2 separate regions of the Mus musculus genome follow, and region 1 is linked to region 2. Evidence: chromatin contacts called from public Hi-C data. All regions are on one chromosome and are shown on one strand. The core of a region is the stretch at or near the end of the contact, and the rest is flanking DNA. Distances in the headings are between cores, read along the strand shown. Region 1 holds the start of Disp3 (dispatched RND transporter family member 3). Region 2 overlaps Draxin (dorsal inhibitory axon guidance protein).

Region 1 (7,732 bases), core at 3,710-6,209, 180 kb after region 2:
ATACAAAGGGCATTCAGCAACATGCTTGACACATGGCTGGCATGCTGTATGCCCCTCAGTTACTGGTTGTTGTAGGCCTGGGGTAAGAAGAGTTTCAAGCTGACATCCACAGGGATGCAGGGATGGCTTGAACTATAACAGGAGGAATTGCATCTCTGCCCTTGAAGGGACACTGCCAGGCTCACTGCCTGTATGTATCAGTTCAGTCCACTAGGGCCACCTGGACTGCTCCAGAACAAGCCTCTTTGAGAGGTTCTGGTATGAGAATGCTGTGTGGCCATGGAGAACTTACTTGCCTTCTCTGAAGTTACTTCCCTGTCTGCAAAGTCTGTTTGGCCCCAACCTCTTCTGGATTATGCTGTCTTTTTTCCTAGCCCAAGATTTACAGTGGGACTCCATCTCTCAGGATGCTGGTTGGGTTTCCAAGGCAGGAGACAGAGGCTAAGATGCAGAGGTGAGGTATTCAGGCCTAGCCTCAGCCTAGTCATGGCTCAGAAACCACAGGTACCTGGTGCAGGGTAGTGGCTCAGACTACTGAGAGACATTTGCAACAATGCTAACGTGAACACGCAGGCGGAAAATTTATATTCCTTGTAAATTTTCACATAGCTGGGTCTGTTTTTTCGTTTTATTTATTTTTATTTTTATTTTTATTTTTTGGAGACAGAGTCTCATTACATAATCCAGACCAGGCTTGGATTGAGTAGCCTCCCTGATACTGAGATTACAGCATGCACTACTACACCAAGTATAAGTGGTTTTCTTGACAAAGCATACTAAACAAACAAGAAAGAAATAACTACAACGAAGCAGAATCCTGGGCAAAATGGAGACTTCTGCTGCATTCAAATCAAAATTTGGTCCTGTCTGATATGGTCATGCACACCTTTAATCTTGGCACCTGGGAGCCAGAGACAGGAGGAATGCTGAATCCGAGGCCAGCCTGGCCTACAGAGTGAGTCCCAGGATAGCCAGGGCTGTACAGAGAAACCCTGACTTGAAAACCAAAACAAACAAAAATTCAGTCCCAACTTGGACACTTCGGGTCGTGAGGTCTTTTACTGTTCAGAGGCTTGTTCTCCTACAAATCCCCTGAGGACAACAGCCCCCATGCCATGAGAAGATCTCAAAGCTTAAATATGACCGCATGTGTATATGTGTTCAATGCCTGACACACGGCAGGCACCCAGCTATTGGCAGCGGCCGTTACGGGTACAGCCATTGCCATCCTCTCACTGTAAACAGGAGACAGGAGACCACTGGCTTTGTGTGTCCCTTCCCAAAGAACTGGTGACACAGCCCCAGGAACACATTAACTACCATCTGCCTACTGGCATCTTCCAGCCAGGGCAGCCGGGGAGTGTGACCTTGTGGTCTTCCAGTGTGAGGCATGAGCTTGCTGGAAAGATTCCGCTGGCTTCCCTGAACTGGTCCCGGCAACAGCAACGTCCCTGCCTCCGGCCTTTGTTGAGCATCTGGAGCGCGTGCTGCACTGCCTGCCCGTGGAATGCGACTCGTGGAAAACATGCATATTTGCGACTGGGTGCGTGTTTCTATTCCGGGCTGCTGCTGCTCTTTTTATTTATTTTTCTCTGGGATATTGGTGCTTTGGAATCTAGCTTTGGAGGGTGTTTTGACAGACTTTGATGCCTCTTATGCTCCATGGGCAGAAACAGGCTCCAGTGGGGGGAGGGTGGGCAGCGAGAGGGAGGGTTTCAGATGACAAGCCCCCTCCCTCGCTTGCTCACTCGGCTAGGACAGGGACAGTGATTCTCACTGCCCACACTTGAGCACGTTGGAAAGGGAGCACCGAGGGGGAACTGCTGGGGAGATGACTTCAAAGAGGAGAGAAAGGATCTGGAGATAGAGAACCAAGCTTCCAGTTAAAATGCTTAGGCTGTCGGGTATCAACACCAAGGCTCTTACTATCAGCTCCTATGCCACTGCCATGACCATCATGTTGGGGTAACTATATTTATAACCAGTGGTGGGTGGGTGGTTCCCTTGGGGAGCCCGCCATCTCTCTAGGCACCTCACTTTTCAGCCCTCAAATCAAGACACTGTGAGAAGCAGCCTAGCCAAATGGTGCCGAATCCTGTCTTCCTCAATGTGCAGATCAAGAGCAGCCTGCTTGGTTGAGTCCTAGAGACTCAAGGCTGATTGTCAAAATCATACCGACTGGTGATCTATCTTAGACAGTCCCTTCTGCAAGACCATGCGTCTGGGGACAAGGACCGTCAACCCAGCAACTCCATCTGCCTTTATGGCCAGGTGTTCAGGGTAGTTGGGGACATCCTCATTTCCAGAAACAAGAGCTTGGCACAGTGGATAGATACACAGACAGCCACATCAGTGCCTGCCTCCATGGAAACCGGGCCTGAGCGGTGTGATGTAAGAAAATTACTTGGCATCTCTGGTCCTATTAAGAAAATGAACTGAGCCTCCCTCACTCAGGAACAAGGTGTCTTTAGCAGAGGTGAGGAGTTCTCAGGAAGCAGTGGGAGGCACCATAACCTTTGTGAGTTACAACCCTGGTTTCAAGCTCATTCAAGTTGGGACATTCACTATAGAGTCAGCACTCTTCATAATCAAATCCAAAAGCAGTCCCATGGGCAGCCCTGCATAAGCTGAGAGTATGGCGGAAGTCTGTCCAGGGGAACACTGGGCACCTGTGACCAATTAAAACCAGAGTCTAGGAATCCCCATTTCTGGTTCATTTCTCCCTCAACTCTCCTTTCTTCCTTTTCTCAAGCCTTTCCAGGGTTTTAAGGATAACAACAAGAGAGTGTCAGAGGGCAAGCTGGGCTATGGGTCTGGATCCTTCAAAGCGACAGCTCTGGGCGGGGGGGGGGGGGGAGGCTGAAGGGGCAGTGATGATGAGGCTCCCTGTGACCCCAGTACTATCTCTCGATCTCCAGGTTCTGAGGCCCCCTGAGACACTTTCCTGAGGCTCTGGCCCTGGAAAATTTCCCAAGATTGTCAGTAAAAGCTGCCGAAGCTATTGGGCAGAGAGAGGCAAATATTCAGAGAGGCAGGATCGGGTGGATGGAAACTGCAGATGAGGAAGCAAACCAGAGTCGATGGTGCCCCAAGGGCCAGTGGTGCCAACATGGGTGTCAGAGCACAGACTCCAGCAAAGGAAAGTCAGGAAAAGGAACGAAGGCGGCCAGAAAGGATGATGGACGGGAAAGAGCAAAGGGTGTGCATTTGAAAGATAACCCTGGGAAGGAGAACAGCCAGCAAAGAGCACTAGCAAAGATTGCAGACCCTGGAGGCAGAAGATATGCCAGGAAGAGGTCTGAGTGGTCATGGGGGCGAAGAGTCTGAAATGGACACTGAGCTTCAAACCAAGACTGTAAGGCGCCTGCCTGCCTGCCTGCCTGCCTGGCTGGGCTGCTGCCCGGAGCTTCCCTTGAGCCTAACAGCTGCTTCTCTCCTTTTGGCAGATACTCTGATTCGGGGAGGTCTGCAGTAGAAGAGGAGGGGGCTGATTGAGCCTGTGTGTTTGTGTGTGTGCACGCCAGTGTCTGTGACCCACACAGCCTGAGCTCCTGCATGTCATGAGGTATCAGCGAGGGTCCTAGGCAGTGGTCTCTGGTGTCCGGTTTATTTTAGCATCCTCCAGCGAGAGCGTGAAGAGGGATGAGTCCTGGCCCACAAACTGGGGCTTGTGGGAAGATTAGGCTTGTCCACGTGGGAGTGAATCCTGGGTCTCTGTGTGCATTGTGTGCGCCTACGAGCCACGATGGGAATATATTTATCAGAAAGGAGTGTGGATTTGTGCGTGGAGTGTTCACGAGTGCTCTATACATAGTGTGTGTGTGTACTTCATTTGTGTGTGGAGCTTGGGGCTGGTGGGTTCAGTGCGCTGTCCGAGGTACTGACCGAGAGTGCAACCAGACTAGCACCCGCACCCAGACTCAGGAAGCATCCCTGTACCAGACAGAGATCCAACAGAGGAAGCCTCCGGGGAGGCGTCTCCTAGGAGAGTTGGGAAAAGTCCTCCCAGCGGCAGGGCTAGCTCTCGGGACTCGCCGCCACTCGTGCTGGTCATCTTTTCCTGACTGTGCTCCACGGCTACTCAGATGCCACCCCATCACAGTCCTTATGGATGTTCTGGGTCGACCCAGGGACCCTCTAGCGCTCCACTTCCATCGCCTGCCTGAGCTTCAGAGGTCCTGGCTGGCACGCAGCGGCACCTGCAGCGGGTTCACCGCAGCCCAAGACTCAAAGAAGGTCCCACCAAGCGCGTGAGTGCGCTCAAGTAGGGGGCAGCTACAGGGGCCATCGTTACCTTTTCCTGTTCCCTCCCTCCTCTGAAGTCCCGGCGGACAGCCGGATTTGGGATGGCTTCAGGCTGACGCTCAACTTTTATGAACCCAGACAGACACCTACCGAGACGAGCAGGGGTATGGAGATAGGGAGCCAGGATGATTCTGGACATTAAACACGCTCCCGCAGACCGAAGCTGCAGCCCGTCCCCAGCGTGTTGGTGCAAGCTTCGGGGGCGCAGGGACAAGCTCTGAGATCTGAACTCTGTCCCATTAGCCGGCTTTCTCAGGGCGTTGAGGCCGGGGGTGGCCTGAGAGCGAGAGAACTTCCCGCACTCCCCCCTCTCCCCGCCCCCAGACCGGGCGCATGTGGCACGTTAGACCCTTCCCCTCTCCAGAGTAGCGCATCCCCAGTCCCGATGGCGCCCAGGGGCAGTCTCACTCACCTCGCTGGCTGAGCCGAGCTAGGCTGATACACGGGTGCCGCAGGGGTTAAGGGGCTTCGGCCACCCCGCGGCGAACACTTGTCCCTTGAGGGTAATTTCAGGAGGAAAGGTCCTCAGAGCTGTAGGAGGCCAGCGGCCCCCAAGCTCCGCTCGCTGGCGAGCAGACCGCCGCCAGGTCCGTGACAACTACGTCCCCAGCGCGCACGCGAAGCACTCGCCGCCGCCGCCGCCGCCGCCGCCGCCGCCGCCTTTTATCTGCTGCCCGCCTTTGTTTGGGTCCCGGTTCCTACCACGGGGTGCGGGGGTGTCCCGGGCAGCCTTTAGAGTCGCGCCTCCCCCCGTCCACTGGCGCCTCCAGCATCAGCGCCTGCGGGCTCTGCGTCACCGTCCGGCTTAGGCTTGCTCTCCGCCGCGCGCTGCTGTCTCCCGATTCCGCCGCCAGGCGCCGCCCTGGCTGCCGCTCCCCCTGCGGGAGCCGCGTGGTGGTACAGCCAGCTTCCCGTGTTGGCGAGCAGGGACTGAGCACAGCGCAGCGACCCCTGGGGGTCAGTCTTAGTCTCTGCAAACGGACCTGGCCATGCCCCCTACTGGCCCCCGAGGTTTCTGGGCACCCAGGCCTTTCCCAGGCGTGCGCTCCTGCTGGCTTCTCTCAGCCCCATCTGCCCAGCCTTGGCACCTCACCAGCCTGCTGGACACTCGAGGGCATCCCCGGGTGCCCTCCGGAGGTGGTTGCCAAGCCCAGGCGCCTGGCACCATCTCTTCCTCCCTCCTCTATTCACCTCTCTGGCAGCAGAGCCCAGAGCTCTGCCAGCCCCTGGGACCAGGCACTCGTCCAGTAACAGCAGAAGGTCCGCCTGACACCCCCTGCTGAAAAGATACCCAAAGAAGAAAGAGCCTAGAAACCAAGGCTATCCCTGGTTTCATTTCTCTTTCAGTGCTCCAAAGACATTGGCCTTGATGTCACCCAAGGAGAGCCAAGGGAACCCTCAAAAGGACCTGGCGCCAGCCTCCCGCTGCAGGAGGGACATCACTGCCGGCTGAGAGGCCACCCAGATGATTATGACACGGACCAGGAAGATAAGCATGTAAGCCACAATCTTGGCCTTCAAGAAGTCCCCATTCTATACAAGAGAATGCAGGATCATTATGAAATAAAAATACCGAAAGCCCCTAGCTCTTTGCTGTGTAGCCCATGCCCCCATCTATATTTTTGAAAGAGGAAACCTAGGGGCCTGGGAAATGGCTTAGCAGGTGTTTGCTGCCAAGCCTGACAACCGGAGTTCAGTCTCCAGGGCAAACTCACTTCTGCGAGCTGTCTTCTGACTTCCACTCGTGCCCTGTGGTACACATGCACATCCCCTCCAAACACACATGCCATACATACATACATACGTACATACATACATACATACATACATAGTTTTAATTAAGAGGGCAGTTTGGGAGTTCTCTGAACCCCTCTCACTTTGGGGTTCTACAGGAAAATCCTGTACCACCCGTCCAGCTTTCTCAAACACAGTCCCTGGGGACTGCATTCACTGGCTGGCGGTCAGGTGGACATTTAGCTACTTATGACCCTGGATGCCCCGGAACTCATCTGTGCAGATGCAAATGACCAGAGCCAATGTTTCTACCCAGGTGTTCTCGTCCCTGCACCACATACTCAGAAATGGTTTTTCAGGGGACCCACTGGCCAGCCATCAAGCCTGTCAGAAGATCTGCAGTGAATTCATGCCATCCTGAAGACATTAGGGTTATGAAATGCTCCTGGCAGGAAGGATCCAAGAAAGGGGAGAGAGAGAGAGAGAGAGAGAGAGAGAGAGAGAGAGAGAGAGAGAGAGAGAGAGAGAGTATGAATAGATAGATAGATAGATAGATAGATAGATAGATAGATAGATAGATAGATAGATAGATAGATACTAAGACCTAGAATGGCGGGTGTGTATATTACTGCCACAGGAGCAGAAGCCCAAAGTGGTACTCTAGATAAAACAGCCCCGAAGTGCCTTGCAAATGTCCAGCTCCACCCAACATATCCCAGGGGAAGGCAGAGAAAGAGGAGCCACGGGGGAGGGTGGGAGGAAGGAGAACCAGGGTAATATTTGTTTCTAAGGGAGCAGTGGGAGACACAAAGTGTTCCCAAGCCCAGCTGAGAGCAGAGGCTGCTTTTCTTGGTGAATGGCTCAGTTCTTCTCAGTTTGTTTCAAGGAGCCTCCTTAAAGATTCCCCCCAAAGTCCCTGTGCTGTTCCCTGCAGTTTGACAGAATCACAGGACACCCCATTTGTGTTCCTAGGGTGCTGTGCCTCCCACCAACTCTTGCTTGTTGATATGACCTCCATTCTCCCGGGAACTACATTTAGTAGATTTGATATGGGTCCTGATTACACTCTCCCTGCTTTCATTCGAGTCATTTCTCCCCTCTCTAGACCTTCAGGTAATCTCCAGAGGGCCACTTCTAGTTTTGCCTTTGGTAAGGGACCTTCTTCAAAGGGAATGTACAGAAGCAGGGGACCTGACCATGGACTCTGTGTGTGTGTGTGTGTGTGTGTGTGTGTGTGTGTGTGTGTTGCAGAGTGATGTTCAGAAATTCTGAAAGGATCTGATTTTCCCAGGCCATCAGCAGGGTTTTAAAATGCAAATAGAACCAACCAGGCCTTTGAAATATGTCTGCTGTAAAGGAGAGCCTGTTGTGGCAGTGGAACAGGTCAAAGTGTGGAAAGCGGTGAGAATCCTTCTCTAGGGCTGATCTCAGCTTTTTCTCTCCTTGTCTAATCCCCTTATATGAAATTATTGTCCCAGCTCAGGCACTCCCCTGAACATTCCCCTACACCCCTCACCTCCAGAAGCTCCCCAGAGGTGACTCCAGTGGCCCTGTGATGGGCCCAGCTGTGAGGTGGCAGAGAATGTAGTTCCCCATTGTCCTCTCTGGCTCTGTAGTTCCCTCTGCCAGAAGTATTTCCTGGGTCTGATTTAAATGCCTCTTAGTGCCCAGGGGCTATTTCTCGAAAACTCTG
Region 2 (7,182 bases), core at 2,975-5,474:
TGATGTCACCTAATTAAGTGTGAACCTGCTGACACCAGTGGGTAGGTATCTTGCCCGTGGCTCTGTTTATCGGGGCTTTAGTCTACCTGAGATGTGAGTAGATATTTTTTTTTTTTCATTTAAGATCATAGTAGGTCCCATCCCCCTGATAACATGAAAGGAGATGTTCTCTGTGGCCCAAGAAACCCCTGCATTTCAGGGTCAGAATGACCTCAGAGTGAGAGGATACCTCTGTTTCAAGCTGGAGGGCAAAGGGGCTGCTGGGAAGTTTGTGATTGGAAGGCTAGAATTTGTTACGGTTTGAAGACAAGGTCTCATGTAACCCAGGCTGGCCTTCCACTTGCTTTGTAGCTGAGGATAGCCTTGGCCCTCATGATCCTCTTATGTCCATCTCTAAGGCACTGAGATCACAGGAGTGCTCCACCAAGCTTAGTTTTATGTGGTGCTGAGTGAGTGACCCAATTCTTTCTGCAGCTAGACAAGCGCTCTGCTAGCTAAGCCAGATCCCCAGCCCCAAGGCCCAGCACTTGGCCAAAGTGACAGTAGAGGGCCAGTTGTAGAAGCAGGAATGTTAGGCGGTGACAGAAGCCATTAGGAGCTTCCAGACTCTGCTGGCCTGGCCTGCTCTGGTCCCTCTCAGGTCCTTCCTGAGTGGCATCTTGGGTGAACCCCCTTACTTTCTGGCCATGTTTAATGTTTAATGAGCTATCCAAATCATAGCTTCCACTCTCCCCTTTGTTCCTGGAATCTGAGTCTCCAGGAAGAAGTAGGAATTTGGGTGAAACTAATCAGTACAGGAAGACACAATTAGGCTCTGGATGCAGACACCTGGAGGATCCCTAGAAAGCAAGCAGTGTGAGCAGCTTGCCATCTGAGGCCCACAGGAGGAGGCTTTCCCCGTGAGAGCCTCCCACAGCCCCCTTACCAGGCCAACACCAAGGCCTCAGTGGCTCACCTATATACTGTGCCCCTGTCTGCCGCTCTGCGAAGTGGCCGGTGCTCTGGACACAGGCAACAGCATCTTACATCTTTTCACTCGTCCAGCCTATTCCCTGTCCTCAACTGTCCCCAGTTCTGCAATCAGAGATAGCTTTTGGGGGGGGGGGGACACAGGGTCTCATGCCTCCAAGGCTGGCCGACTGAGAATGGAGTTTGATATCCCAACCACTCCCAACCGTTCTTCTACCTCCCAAGCTTAGATTGTACGTACACCAAATTTTCACCAGCAACAGAACTCAGGGCCTAGGGTATGCTAGGTAAGCTATAGTGAGCCTTGTCACTATACCTAGCTTACCAGAGCTATCTTTTAAACACAGCGGCTAGACCATGTGACTTCTCTGTATAAGTGTGGGCATTACTTCCGATCACTAATCAAACAAAATCTAAACAAGGGCAACACAGTGTGGCTCTTCTGGAAACTTCCTTTATCCTTCTTCTCTACCTACTAACCTTCTAGGAAAAAGCAGCCTTTACAGACCTTATGACATTCCAAGGACCTTTCTTTTCTCTTTTTCTTTTTGGGGGTGGGTGTAGTGTAGTTGGGATGGACACAGGGCCCTCTATAGCCTAGGCTGCCCTGGGTGATATTCCATAGCTGGTTGAAGATGACCTTGAAGCTATGAGTCTCCTGTCTCTACGTCTGGATGCTGAGATCACAGGCCTGTGCCACCGTGCCTGGCTCCAGGGACAGCTTATCTATGGATTTGTTTTCTTGTTATCTCACTTCACTGGAATGGACCTCAGGAATGGAGATGGCACGGGGCTCTTCTGAGGCTGTGAACTAGACTTGGAGCGGGGCTCAGGTTCACAGACCAGCTGGGGAAGGGTTGTGCTCTCAGAGCCTGGAATGCAGGCTGAATTTGGTTGGCTTGTCCATTCTGATACCTTGTATTTAAAAGGGTGCTTATCTCTCAGAGCTGCGTGCCGAAATAAATACTGTATAAATAAATAAAGATCCGATTGAAACAGGGGAAGCCTGTGGCAGTGACAGCCCCATTCAGGATGGCCACGTTGGTCTTTAATGAATCTCACTGGTGGGAACCAGGTACTCAATGATACTATGGCTACTTTTGTGTCAGTCTGAAGATTCTCCGAAGATGCAATTAGAATTATTTTTCCACTTATTTCCTTCATCCTTCTCTATTTAAAAATTTTCTTTAAGATTTATTTTGAAGTCAGCCAGCGACAGCACATACCTTTAATCCCAGCACTCAGGAGGCAGAGGGAAAAGGATCTCTGTTAGTTCAAGGCTAGCCTGGTCTACAAAGCAAACCCAGACCAGCCTGGGCTATTATACCATAAAACCCTGTCTCAGACAAACAAACAAACAAAGATTTATTTTGAGTTTGATTGTTTTGTCTGCTTGTATGTATGCGTACCAACATAATTGTTTGGTGTCTGAAGGTCAGAAGAGGACACTAGATCCCCTGGAACTGGAGTGTTGGATGGTAGTGAGCTGCTATATTGCTGTGAGGAACTGAACCTGGGTCCTCTGCAACAGCAGCAAGGGCTCTTAATCACGGAGCCATCTCCCCATCCCTGGCTCTGCCTTTCATATGGGTAGGGGATTGAACTCGAGGCCTTCCAAGAAAGAGCTCTACCACTGAACTACACCTTCAGCAATTTATGTATTCATTTAGAAACTGGATCTTAATATGTATACCAGGCTGGCCTTGAACACAGAGATCCACCTGCCTCTGACGCCTGAGAGATTTTATCTCCAAATTTTTTTTTTTCCTGAAGCAGAGTTATGCTAAGTTGCAGAGGAAGGCTTCAAACTCGTTATCCTCCTGCCTCAGTCTGAATTACAGATCAATGGCATCATTGCTTTCTCTCTCTCTCTCTCTCTCTCTCTCTCTCTCTCTCTCTCTCTCTCTCTCTCTCTCTCTCCTCTCCCTCTTTCCCTCTCCCCTTTCTTCCTTTTTTGGTTCATTTTCATTTATTTTTGTTTATTGATGTGCGTCTGTGTGTGCACTGTGCAGGTGAAGGGCAAAAGACAACTTTGCTTGGCTCTCTCCTTCCACCTTTATACAGATTCCAGGCATTGAATACAGGTCATCAGGCTGGCAGGGCAAGCCCTTTACATGCCCAACCAATTGCTAGTCCTAGTTTGTTTTTTTCCAAGCCAGGTGTCACTGTGCATCCTATGCTGGACTCAAACTTATGATGTCGCCCTTCAGACTCTCAAGTGCTGGCGGTTGCAAGTGTTATACCGACATAGCCAATTTTTCTCTTCCTTTTCATTTCTTTCCCTTTCCCTCTTTCCCTCTCTCCTCCTTGATCCTTTCTTTCTACCTGTGATAGTAACAAGAAGAAGGAAGAGAAGAAGGAAGGAGAAAGAGAGAGCCAGCAATGGTGGCATAGACCTGTAATCTAGCTGCTTGAGGAGCTGAAGCAGGAGGATCATGACTTTGAGAACGGTCTATGCAATTTAGCATAGCTCTGCCTTAGAACATTTCCAGGAAAGAAAGAACTCAGCGTAGAGCAGGCACCAACAGGCACATGTGCGCGGTGGGCACACGCTTCCTCTCAAGGCTGGTGCTCAGGGCAGTTAAAGGAATAACCCAGCGAGCCTCTCCCAGTGACTGCTTGGAAACCCACCCAGCTCCAGCCTCCCCACTATCTCACCTGGAAAGCCTCCTATCTAGAATTCTACTGAGAAGCGCCAGCCTTCTCAGGTTGGATCTTATTTAAAGAACTATGTTTTTGTCTCCTCCCTTCTCCCCGTCCTGATCCCGAGCGATCGTGCCAGCTTGGATTTCAAGAGGTGAGAAATACAAATCTGGGAGCCGGTGCCAGGGATGGAAGCACACGGAGCTGACAGATTGGAAGACCCCAGCGAAGCTGTTCCTACTGGAGCTTTCAGTTCCCAGGGGGTTCTCCTACCCACTCCCTTTTCCGCAGCCCCTCCATCCACATCCACCCTCTGCCGGGGAAACCCCGTGCCCCACTCATTGCGGAGCTGGCTGGGACACAAAGGCTTCAAGGTTCTGGGAGCAGAGTCGGTGGGGGAGGGCTCTCCCCTTCCCAGGCTCCAGACTGACCTTCCATGCACATGCAGTCGTCGAAACATTTGTTGTTGAGGCCGCGGTTGTGGGGTGTGCAGAGATGTTCCCGGAGGTCACAGCAAGTTCCTGGCAACATAGCAAGCACATGTGGTCAGCCAAGCTGAGCGGCTCCTCCCTGCCTGCCGCCTGCCCTACAGAGTCCCACCGGACAGGAGATCCATCATATGTGTGGCAGGCCATGCCCTAGCAGGCCATCTGGTGTGCAAGGCTCTGGGCCGGGACCGCTGCTGGATGTCATGGATAAAGTCCCCAGAGACGGGTGGCAGAGACTTGAGCCTCCCCAGATGGGCCACTTGATTGATCATGGGAGGATCAAAGGTGGTGTGGGGTTTTACTTCCCAGGGATGGGGTTGTAACAGCTAGGGGTGCCAGAGGTAGAGTCTGCTGAGAGCTGCAAGGGGCCTCCGGGATCATGGACCAACAACATCCTCTTGGACAGATGGGGAAACTGAAGCCCTGGGCGTGGGGGTAGGTAGGGTTCAGGGCAAATCTAGGCAGGGCCGAGGCATCTCTTTGCCCATTACAAAGCTAGCTTCCAAGTTCTGTCCTGTTGGCCCTGACTTCAGCTTTTTCTTCACACTCAGGATGCAGACAGCCTGTCTGTGCTGTGTGTCTTCTGCAATGCCGAATGGCTTCTACTTTGCAGACTCTCCTACTGATGTGGTTGGTGCCTTGGAGATGGCTCCTTGGGTCTCTCCAGCTCCCTCTCGTCTCCCAAAGCACTCATTATTTAGTGGCAAGAAGGGACATGAGTCACTGGTCTCCTGCTGTGAGCAGTTTCAGGGGCCACCTTGGCTCATGTCCCAACCACCCCTTCCTCAGCAGCTTCAGGCAACCGCCAGCCAGCACCGGGGCCACCATTCTGCTCAGCACAGGGCTTTTCTGGCAGGATTTTCTCCACAGCTCCTGCAGAGCCAGCATGACATCAGACCCGAGGTTTTCCTGTCATCTTGTTTCCTCTCTTGCCTTTAATAAATATAACCACCAATGTCCTAGATAAGCACCCAAGACAGGGTCTGGCCTGGAACTCTCTCTGTACCCCCAAGACGACCTTGAACTCTTGATCTTCCTGCCTCCACCTCCCAAGTGCTCTGATGGTAGGCATTTCCCCTCCACAGCATCGAAGTCTATCCCAGTCTGCTCTGAAGAGGTCCTCTGGATGCCACAGGGCCATCAGTCCGGACTCTAATCAAACAGAAGGCCCCTTCCATTTATCCTGACCTGATAGGTAGAGCTGTTGAACAAGCAACAGTGTCACTTACACTGTCCCCAGAATGCCAGTTGGTGCCATGATGAGGAGACTGAATTAACCCCTGCGGGTGTTCAGAGGACAAGGTTAGGAGCAGGCCATCTGACTCAGGGCAGGGTGGGATATGGGTAAGAAGCTTAGGAACCAAGTTGGCCCAGGCTCGCTTGCCCTCCCCCTCCACCACCTCTTTCTGAGGTCATTCTGTGAGTCAGTGTATGGTAGTGACTCTCAGGAAATTGGTGGCCGCTGATAAGGACCCTCAGGAAAAACTGGTGGACACTGTAGCTTCTCCGTATTGCGAATAAAGGGCCACTACTCCCTGGCTTGCTCCCAAGCCCTGTCTCAATTACCTTACTGGTATTCCCTCCCAGCCTGGTGCCTCAAGGGTGGGTGTTGGGGGGGGGGGCAGAATACCTGGCAAGCAATCCTGGTGATGGTCACACGGATCCCCCTCAGCTGGCGAGGTCTCGTTACCATCACTGGTAAAATGACTCCAGTGTTTCTCTGGGGACAAGAAAATTTGTGATTAGATTAAGCACAAGACTTGGGTGTCATGGTGCCAGATGGCCACTCCCACGGTGCGACTTGGACGAGACCCTCTGCCTTTCTTTCTCTCTCTGCTTTTACTTTCTTCCCTAAAGAGACAAGGGGCCCGAGTAGCGTGCAGTGAGTGAGGGTTATGGCTTGTCCCAGTGAGTGTCAGGTCCAGCTTAGATCAATGGACTCCAGCCCACCTTTGGATACCTGTAGGTCATTCTGGTCTCAGCAAACGTCCTCCACCAATAGATGCTGGAGAAAGGAGTCTAAGTGTGGGGTGGGGTGGCAAAGTGGACATACCTTTCTTCTTTGCAGAAGGCCAGACCTCTGGCTTTAAGTCTTCATAATCCGTCCAGTCAAATAAGGCCATGTCCAGTGTGGGCATCACCTCCCCGTCAGACCTGGGCTGTGTCTGCAGAAGTCAAGGCAGGAGAGGGGACCTGGAGCCTTCGAAGTGAAGGGACTGGGAACCTGGGATCTCAAGGCCAGAGGCCAGAGGACAAGGCCACCTTGTTTTCTGCTTGGATCCTGGAATCCATGCTGAAGATGTCAAGATAGTGGCTAGAGAGGCTGTTCTGATTGCTCAGCATTTCTAAACACGTCAGGGAGGGAACCAGACGTGGCCCACTGCTCACTTCCCTGTCCCTTCCTCTGAAGAGTCCTGTAGAGACCATGCACAGCCTTCAATTCCACTCACAGCCCCCACCAATAGTCTGGAGACTACTGAGGACCAGATACTATGGCTGAGTGCTCATGTCCATGATCACTAGGGTTCAGCGAGGCACGGACCATAACTACCTGCTCATGGCCTCGGCGTTGGCCTGACTCTCAGGATGGCAAGATGAAGAAAGAGGACAAAGAATATCTACAGCCGTCTCCTGATACTCAGGAGATGTGGTCCAACCTGACAGCGATGCCTGGAAGAGCTAAAGCCTGTGTGTGTACTGTTTCCACACACATCTTTTTTTTTTTTTTGGTTTTTCGAGACAGGGTTTCTCCGTGTAGCCCTGGCTGTCCTGGAACTCACTTTGTAGATCAGTCTAGCCTTGAACTCAGAAATCTGCCTGCCTCTGCCTCCCGAGTGCTGTTCAGTTCCCAGCGCCCACGTCAGGTGGTTCACAAATGCCTGTAACTCCAGCTCCAGGAGATGTGGTACCTCAGGCCTCCAAAGGCACCTCTGCTCATGTGTGTATATCACCCTCCCCACAGACATACATAATTAAATAAAAACAATCAGTTTAAACAAGGCACAGCAAGAGATGAGCAAGAACTCACAAAACAGAGCGGCACAGCAGTGGCACTGCCTCTCTCTTTCTCTCCCTCTCCCTC

The links. A called contact is a pair of places that touch in the nucleus more often than the background predicts.
Region 1: a Hi-C map of cerebellum shows a contact between it and region 2, with 2.8 times the contacts expected there. The contact joins the promoter of Disp3 here to the enhancer-like site in region 2. A contact is called at or near these places in 4 of 39 promoter capture datasets (embryonic stem cells, hippocampal neurons and liver), 1 of 15 datasets of contacts at CTCF or cohesin (embryonic stem cells), 39 of 484 Hi-C or Micro-C datasets (B cells, adipose-derived mesenchymal stem cells, cerebellum and 11 more), 6 of 115 datasets of contacts at active chromatin or transcription factors (astrocytes, differentiating embryonic stem cells, embryonic hindbrain and 2 more) and 2 of 9 other capture datasets (embryonic stem cells and pancreatic islet).

What each region holds. Positions count from the first base shown.
Region 1 is chr4:148,283,006-148,290,737 of GRCm38.p6, forward strand. Disp3 (dispatched RND transporter family member 3) reads right to left here and starts at 4,960. Exons shown (of 21, transcript NM_001083342.1): 1 at 4,718-4,960.
Region 2 is chr4:148,103,892-148,111,073 of GRCm38.p6, forward strand. Draxin (dorsal inhibitory axon guidance protein) reads right to left here. Exons shown (of 7, transcript NM_027426.3): 4 at 6,154-6,265; 5 at 5,731-5,820; 6 at 4,044-4,133. Among named protein-coding and RNA genes, the nearest start is that of Agtrap, 19 kb to the left of the region's middle. Within about 2 kb of position 4,225, at least 45 of the 459 cell types and tissues checked have an H3K27ac peak or open chromatin away from gene starts, as enhancers often do. A contact at or near this core is called in cerebellum, muscle stem cells and myocytes, where this site is marked.